2 separate regions of the Zea mays genome follow, and region 2 is linked to region 1. The links are chromatin contacts, called in public Hi-C maps. All regions are on one chromosome and are shown on one strand. The core of a region is the stretch at or near the end of the contact, and the rest is flanking DNA. Distances in the headings are between cores, read along the strand shown.

Region 1 (3,392 bases), core at 463-2,962:
ACGCAGAGGCAAAAGACTTGAAAGTTGACGACATTCACCAGAGAAATGCCACGGCTAGAGCAGTCCCAAAAACCTCTTGCTCTAGGGCACAGACTTGCATACTGTCACACGCCAACTCCTGCACCCATCCGCTCGCTGCGTACAGGCACGTACTGTACATACGCCATCGTGTCGTCCCCAAGACAACCGGCATGTGTACGTATGTATGTACGTACGCGTACGCAGACGAACGCATGCAGAACGCGGCCACGTACGTCTAGTCTACTACTCTGGTGACTACTCTGAGTGGGTCTGGAAATGAGATCGAGCAAACAGCAAAGCTACTCGAACAGGCAGCAGGGCGCCTCGGCGAACACGTCGACATGCGGGAGCACCGAGAACGCGTCGAGCCGGCCTTGCAGCAGCCCGAACTCCTCCATCGCCGCCAGGTCCAGGAACGACTGGTAGTCGTCGCTCGCCGCCGCCTCGGTCCCGTAGGTCGACGCGGCCGAGGAATCGTCGTCGCCGAGCTCAGCAGGTAGCGCCGCCGGCACACCACTCGACGCCGGACCATGCCCCTTCACTGCGGTGCCGCGGAAAGAATCCCCGACCTCGGAGTTCCAGAGGCGCAGGAAGATGTCGGGCGCCGCGTGCTCGGGCGCGACGGTGGACGAGGAGGAAGAGGCGGTGGCGGAGGTGACGATCGTCGTGGCCGAGGTCGACGAGAGCAGGGAGAGGCGCGCCTCGGCCTCGAGGCGGGCGGTCTCCCACTGGGCCATGTGGCGAGCGACGGGACAGGACGCGGCGGCCGCCTTGGCGAGCTGCGCGCCAGCGCCCTCGCCGGCGACGGCGACGGCGAGCGCCTCCTGTCGGAGCTGCTGCTTCATGTGCGTGTTCCAGTAGTTCTTGATCTCGTTGTCCGTCCGGCCCGGCAGCTGTGCCGCGATCGTGGACCACCTGATCGACACCACAACGTTCCAGCACGTACTGACGGTGACGGCGCGTGAGGAGAGAGAGAGTACGGAGTTTAGGCTCGAGACTTTTACCTGTTGCCGATGATGGCGTGGAGCTGGAGGATAGAGTTGTGCTCCTCGGGGGTGAAGTGCCCGCGCTTGATGTCCGGGCGCAGGTAGTTGGTCCACCGCAGCCGGCAGCTCTTGCCGCACCGGTTCAGCCCTGCATGCATGCGCGCGCGGCACATCACATCGCATTTTACACCACGAGTCGCTCAAGAAATGACGAGCACGAGGCGAACAACTAGGTCACGCATGCAGCACCAGGCGGCCCGGGCTGGGCTCGACCGAGGAACAGAGCACGTACGTACGTACCCGCGAGCTTGGGGAGCATGCGCCAATTTCCGGCACCGTTGGCCTGGACGTAGTCGACGAGCAGCTTGTCCTCCTCCAGCGCCCACTGTCCCTTCTTGATCCCATTGCTGTGGCAGCACGGAGTTCTCCCCATGGCGGTCGGTCGCTCTCCGTCTCTCCTCGGGCGGCGACAGGAACGAGAAGCGAGGGGGAGGAGCCGAGACGGATTTTTATAGGCCGAGGGGGATCCCGGTGGCCATAATAAATGCTCCGGATTTTTCACCTGCTGGCTGGGCTGCTGCTCCGACGTCGACGAGAGCAAGGGGAAGGGAAGGGCAGCGTGGCTGGCTTCAATTATTACGGGCGATCGACGGGCAGCCGGGACCAGGGCCATGCATTTATTAGGGGCGAGGTGCTTTCTTGCATGGGATCGCCGGGCGGGGCGAGTGGGCTTGAATGCGGTGGTAGGGGACGACCGGTTGTCTGTCTGGTGCTGCATTGCGCGCCGGACAACTGCCCTTCCTGGTGCCTAGGAAGTCGGAGTAATCAGCACGTACTAGTTAAATTTTAGTACTGCTGCCTCTTCTGTCAGAAAAGAAAACAATATACTTTTGTCAGATCGTTTAAATTTGACTAAGTTTATATAAGAATTAAAATGTATGGCATTGCTAGATTCATTGCAAGAAATAAAATTTTAGCACAGCTACGACGCGGTTGACGGTAGAACAGAAAGCCCAGGGAAAAGAAAGCGGCCGGCTCTACGTTCGTAACGGTAACGTATGGTTCCGCGGTGGCCTATTTGTTTCGTTTATTGTAGATTGATCCAAAGGCCACAGCAGCAGCTAGCTGCAAGCCAGCTACGCACAGGGTCAGGGTCAGAGATGGGCGGGACTGCACTGCAGCTAGCTGAAGCGAGGAAGGGGCCGGGGAGAGGAGGAAAGGCCGGCCGATCCGCCGATGGGACCGAGACGTGGAGCGGAGGTAGCCGCCATAAATGAGGTGGTGCCACTGCCACTGCCACACGGGGGTGTGGCTCGGACTTTGGGGCGGCAGGCGGTGGCGGAAGCGGAGTGCCGGGCAGCCCGGCAGAGTGCGTCGCAGCGGAGGCGGCCTGCGCGTTTTACTCTGGCTGAGCTGGGCTGGCACGGCCGCCGCGGCAGGTGACGTGCCGTGCGCCGTGCCGCCGTGGCAGTGGTGGCAGCACGGCAGGAGGACGGTGATTTAACGGGACAGGGAGTCGTGGCCGCCTGACCGGGGTCGGTGCTGTCAAAGCCAGCCTGATGGACATGGACTGACGGGGACCTTCCGCGTCTTTTGTCTTGTCTGCTGACCGGTGCCAACTGCCGCTCCGTTTCGTCATCGCCATCCATGTGAGGGGCCGACGCGTGTGCTTGGCTTACGGCAACGCAGACGCATGGCAAAGCTACGACCAGCTGATGGAAGGAAGGATCGTGTTTGATCTCTTCGCTTGATGGTATGTCCAGTGGCAGATCTAGTATTTTTATATAAGCAGTGCCACAATAAATTTTTCACGTACATATTTACATCCACATAAGAAATGATTCTGCAGCACTAACTTCAACTTCATAACACCAATTCTCCCTTTAAATTCTAACTGCCAACTGAGGAACGTGTGCTACAGACACTTGCGGATAATTTTTAACTTTAACAAATGCATTTTTATCCAATCTTCGAAATTTCACAACCAGTCACTAATTAACTTCACACCACTTTTGCTACAATTGCAGCACCAGTTGTCTCATCACGCTTCATCTTCACGCATCTAACCGCACAGAGACGACAATGATACATTAGCATAGGAGGCATGAGTTACGGAGTGTTCATCTGGAAGATTGATGTCGCTCTGACTACTGGGCAGGACGTGATTATAGAGTGTTGTGCTGGACGGGAGAGATAAGCAGAGGCCAAGGTGCTCTGACTGCTGGGCGAGGCACCGTGCGCATCGCGCGTCTCAGAGGCTCCCCGACTGGGAACGGTGTTGCACGTCTCTGCGGCTGGCCAGGGCGGGGTCGCCTGGGAACGACGTCCCGACTCGCGAGTCACGGCGTCAGCGCGTCTTAGCGACGACCGGCGGGCCAAGGCCAA
Region 2 (3,392 bases), core at 343-2,842, 180 kb after region 1:
ATTTTTCATGGAGATTAAGCTTTTGGTCAGTTAGATCATCTTTATAGAGGAGAAGTGGCCTCGTTGGAACGCTGAAAATTTTGCTTCGAAGAAGTCTTCGGCTTGGTTATCCTTCGTGTGAAAAAGCACTTTTCTCTGGCGGCTAGACCAGCTTTTGTAAACGGTCTAATTTTCTTTCTTTCGTGCACCCTCTTTTATTTGCTTTGATTTATATTTTACTAATATTTTTTTGTTCTACTATTATAAAGCACCAGTTTCGATGGTCATCGTAATTCACGTGCGCGCGAAGCGCGTATTCTATTCTTCTTCCCCTAACAGCGGGCCATTACCCTAATTAAGCCGTGAAAACCACTTAAACCTTTATTTGTGGGTCGTACCTCTATTGATTTTGTGATTCAAATTCTCAAAAGGGGACCAAGTTGACGAGCGATGCAGAGGCCCATCGCCTAAGACTTAGGCCGAAGCGTAATTGGAGTTCCTCGTGTGTCATCACCATAACCATCTTGTAAGCCATCGTCTAAGGGCGGCGTTATGAAAACAATCTAATTACAGCGAATGTTTTGTATGGCTGGTGACCATGATTTTTTTCCTTTGTATTGAAGGGTTTTCCATGTAAATTTGTATATCGTGATCTGTAATTTGTTGGTTGATCTAGTTTATTTTGTCTGTTGATTCTGCTAACAACCTTATAGATGAGGTCATGAGAGCGACCAAGCGAGCTTAAAAAAGTGAGTCGGATTCGTTTTAAGTTTATAATTTTTTATATTTTCTTTAAGATAAAGTGTAATATTTGTTTTTGTGTGCCATTACACTAATTTTAAATGAAAGGATCGGTCGTGATCCCTCCTGTTCCACCAAAAAGACAAACAAATCCTCCTACTAACACACGCCCTTTTTCTCCACAGCTGAAGAAGAAAAACCTTGGCGAATTGAAAAAAGATGCTCACCTTTGCCTTTTCCTCGCTCGTTACTGAGCCACAATCTTGGTCATGAACATACTCAACCCCGCCAATCGCGGCATTATTTACCTACAAATGGCACACAACCACGCACATCGAAATCAGCCAACTATATACCCGGACAAGATCTTCAACCTACGAAAGTTAATCACAGACGACGGTTCAGTAATCACCAGGATGTCTAGCTTCCCGAAACGGGTCTCGAGGAAACCAGCGAGTCGAGCGATGCTCGGAGCGTCGGTAACGTCCAGTCGGTGGAAGAGGACATCGGAGAGCCCCAGGCCTCTGAGGTTCTCCACGGCCGCCGCGCCCCTCGCGTCGTCCCTGGCTGTCAAGACGACGGTGACGCCGCTGCAGGCCAGCTGCCGGCACACCTCCAGCCCGATCCCCTTGTTGCCGCCGGTGACCACGGCAACAACCCTGGCAGATCGATGCAACCAGTAACATACAGCAGACGCGCATGATTGATTCACTGGCAATTCTCGCCACTGGCTGCCAGAGCGAACGCGCGGATGCATATATGTCAGGTGTACGTACCTAGCGTTCGCGGGCGTGGGGAGATCGCCCTCCATCATGTAGTAGGGCAACACTAGGAGCTCTCGAACAACCCAATGCGGCACGCCTCGCTTCAGCGCTATGGAAGCCGTTCCCTGAAGGAATACGAGCCCCCCCCTACTACGACTGCAGATTTTATACTTGAAGCGGAGCCGTGGAAGTAGTGAGATCACTCTCCACGCAACAGGGCTTGAATCCAATTTTGCTTGGTTAGTCGTCACGTGCTAGTATTTGGCAGCCGCTCTGGATACAGGCCCCAACAAGAGCCACATTAGCAGTTAGCACCAAGAACGGCAGTTAGTGGCAAAATTTGGCACGGTTTAACCCAGGGCCGGCTTTGGGGGTGGACAGTAGCACTAGATATAAAACCCGAGGTCAGAGCCCAAAATAACTGAGACCGTACCCGTTTAGTCTGAAGTCCGATTAAAGAAAGACTCCTGCGGTTAACAAAACTTAAAACCTAATTTTAATTTGGACCTAATCAGGTAACACTCCACGGTACTCGAAATACCCGTTAGGCCTGATTTTTTTACTGCAAATCATTTCTTTACTTTGTTGCTGATTTGCTATGCTCACAACAATAAAATTACACATTTCCGACGACTCTCTTATATCCGACGGCTTTCTACAAGGCCGTCAGACATAAGCTTATGTTCGATGGCCATCAGCATATATCCGACGGCTTGTCTGACAGACGTCGAATATAAGCTTACGACGGACATAAGTGATTTTAACACGTGGGACCGGACCGCGCCGTTCCATTTCCAACTTGTCCATCGCGCCCAGAGCACCGCCGCCGTCCTGCCCACCGCCGTCGCCCTGCTCGCCGCGGCCATGGCCGCTGCCAACTGCCCCCACCCCGGCACCTGCCCCGACTCGTCCCTCGCCGGCCCCGCCCCGCCCATGCCGCGCGTCCACCCTACCGCCGAGCCGCTAAGTGAGTATTTTTAATTTTTAGTATAATTTTGTAAATGTACATATTATTTTCTAGTTGTCTTTTTTCAGTATTAAAATTTTTGTATGTTCAATATTGTTTAGCTTGTTATATCTGACGTCTGGAATTTGATTATGTAATTAATTTAATTTGTTTTAGTTTACTTAGTGGTGCTTAGATAATTTAGACTTTTATTTTCCGAGGGTAATTATTATGCCCTCGGAAATAAGGTTATTTTATATAATTTGTCACTCGTGACAATGTTATTTCGTATATAATATTGTATTGGTACTTTATTGGTTAAACTACGTAATTTACTTATCCTTTCCTGTAGATATAGGGGGTAATTTACTTAACTAATCAAGTTAACGTCTCGTATCTACTAAGTCCATATGCTTGCGATTGAACTGAGTCCATGGTTTACTCTACTAAGTTTATGGTTTATTATACTAAGTGCATGGTTCACTCTTGTAGGTTGGGTATTTTTGACTCTACGATTGATTGTAGGGAGCTGAGGCACCATGGACGACAGTCCACATCCTCGTCTTCGCAGTCATCTCGTTCTCAATCATTCGCCCAAGAGATAGAGATTGCAGTGTTGCGTCAGCAGACAGATTCTCATCAATCAGTCTTGAGGCAATAAATGGAGTTCTAGAGACAACAAACTGAGTAACAGAAGAAAAATGACGAGTATTATTTAAACCTCCAGGTCTAAAATTAAGCTCTATTCTCGATAAGTTGAAGTAACTTTTTGATAAGAAGTTATTATATATGATAAGAATTTATGATCGGATAGATATACCGGTTATAGGATAGATTAAACTGTAGTTTAAATCCGTGTTGTATTTATCTAAGATTCTTATATACACGCTTTATCGTGAAGGGTTTTTTCTCTCGTCTAATAAATCAACACATAATAACCTAAACTGTCGGCGATTTTTGGT

What was found. Hi-C and Micro-C count contacts between places; a contact is called where the count stands out from the background.
Region 2: a Hi-C map of ear shows a contact between it and region 1, with 2.2 times the contacts expected there. The contact joins the promoter of LOC100280419 here to the promoter of LOC542612 in region 1. A contact is called at or near these places in 2 of 25 Hi-C or Micro-C datasets (ear and tassel).

The regions. Positions count from the first base shown.
Region 1 is chr2:24,441,897-24,445,288 of Zm-B73-REFERENCE-NAM-5.0, forward strand. It overlaps LOC542612 (transcription factor MYB17), which reads right to left and starts at 1,713. Exons shown (of 3, transcript XM_008670875.3): 1 at 1,308-1,713; 2 at 1,026-1,155; 3 at 1-936. The coding sequence starts at 1,680. The coding sequence ends at 321.
Region 2 is chr2:24,626,483-24,629,874 of Zm-B73-REFERENCE-NAM-5.0, forward strand. LOC100280419 ((+)-neomenthol dehydrogenase) reads right to left here and starts at 1,593. Exons shown (of 4, transcript NM_001153342.1): 1 at 1,133-1,593; 2 at 948-1,028. The coding sequence starts at 1,534.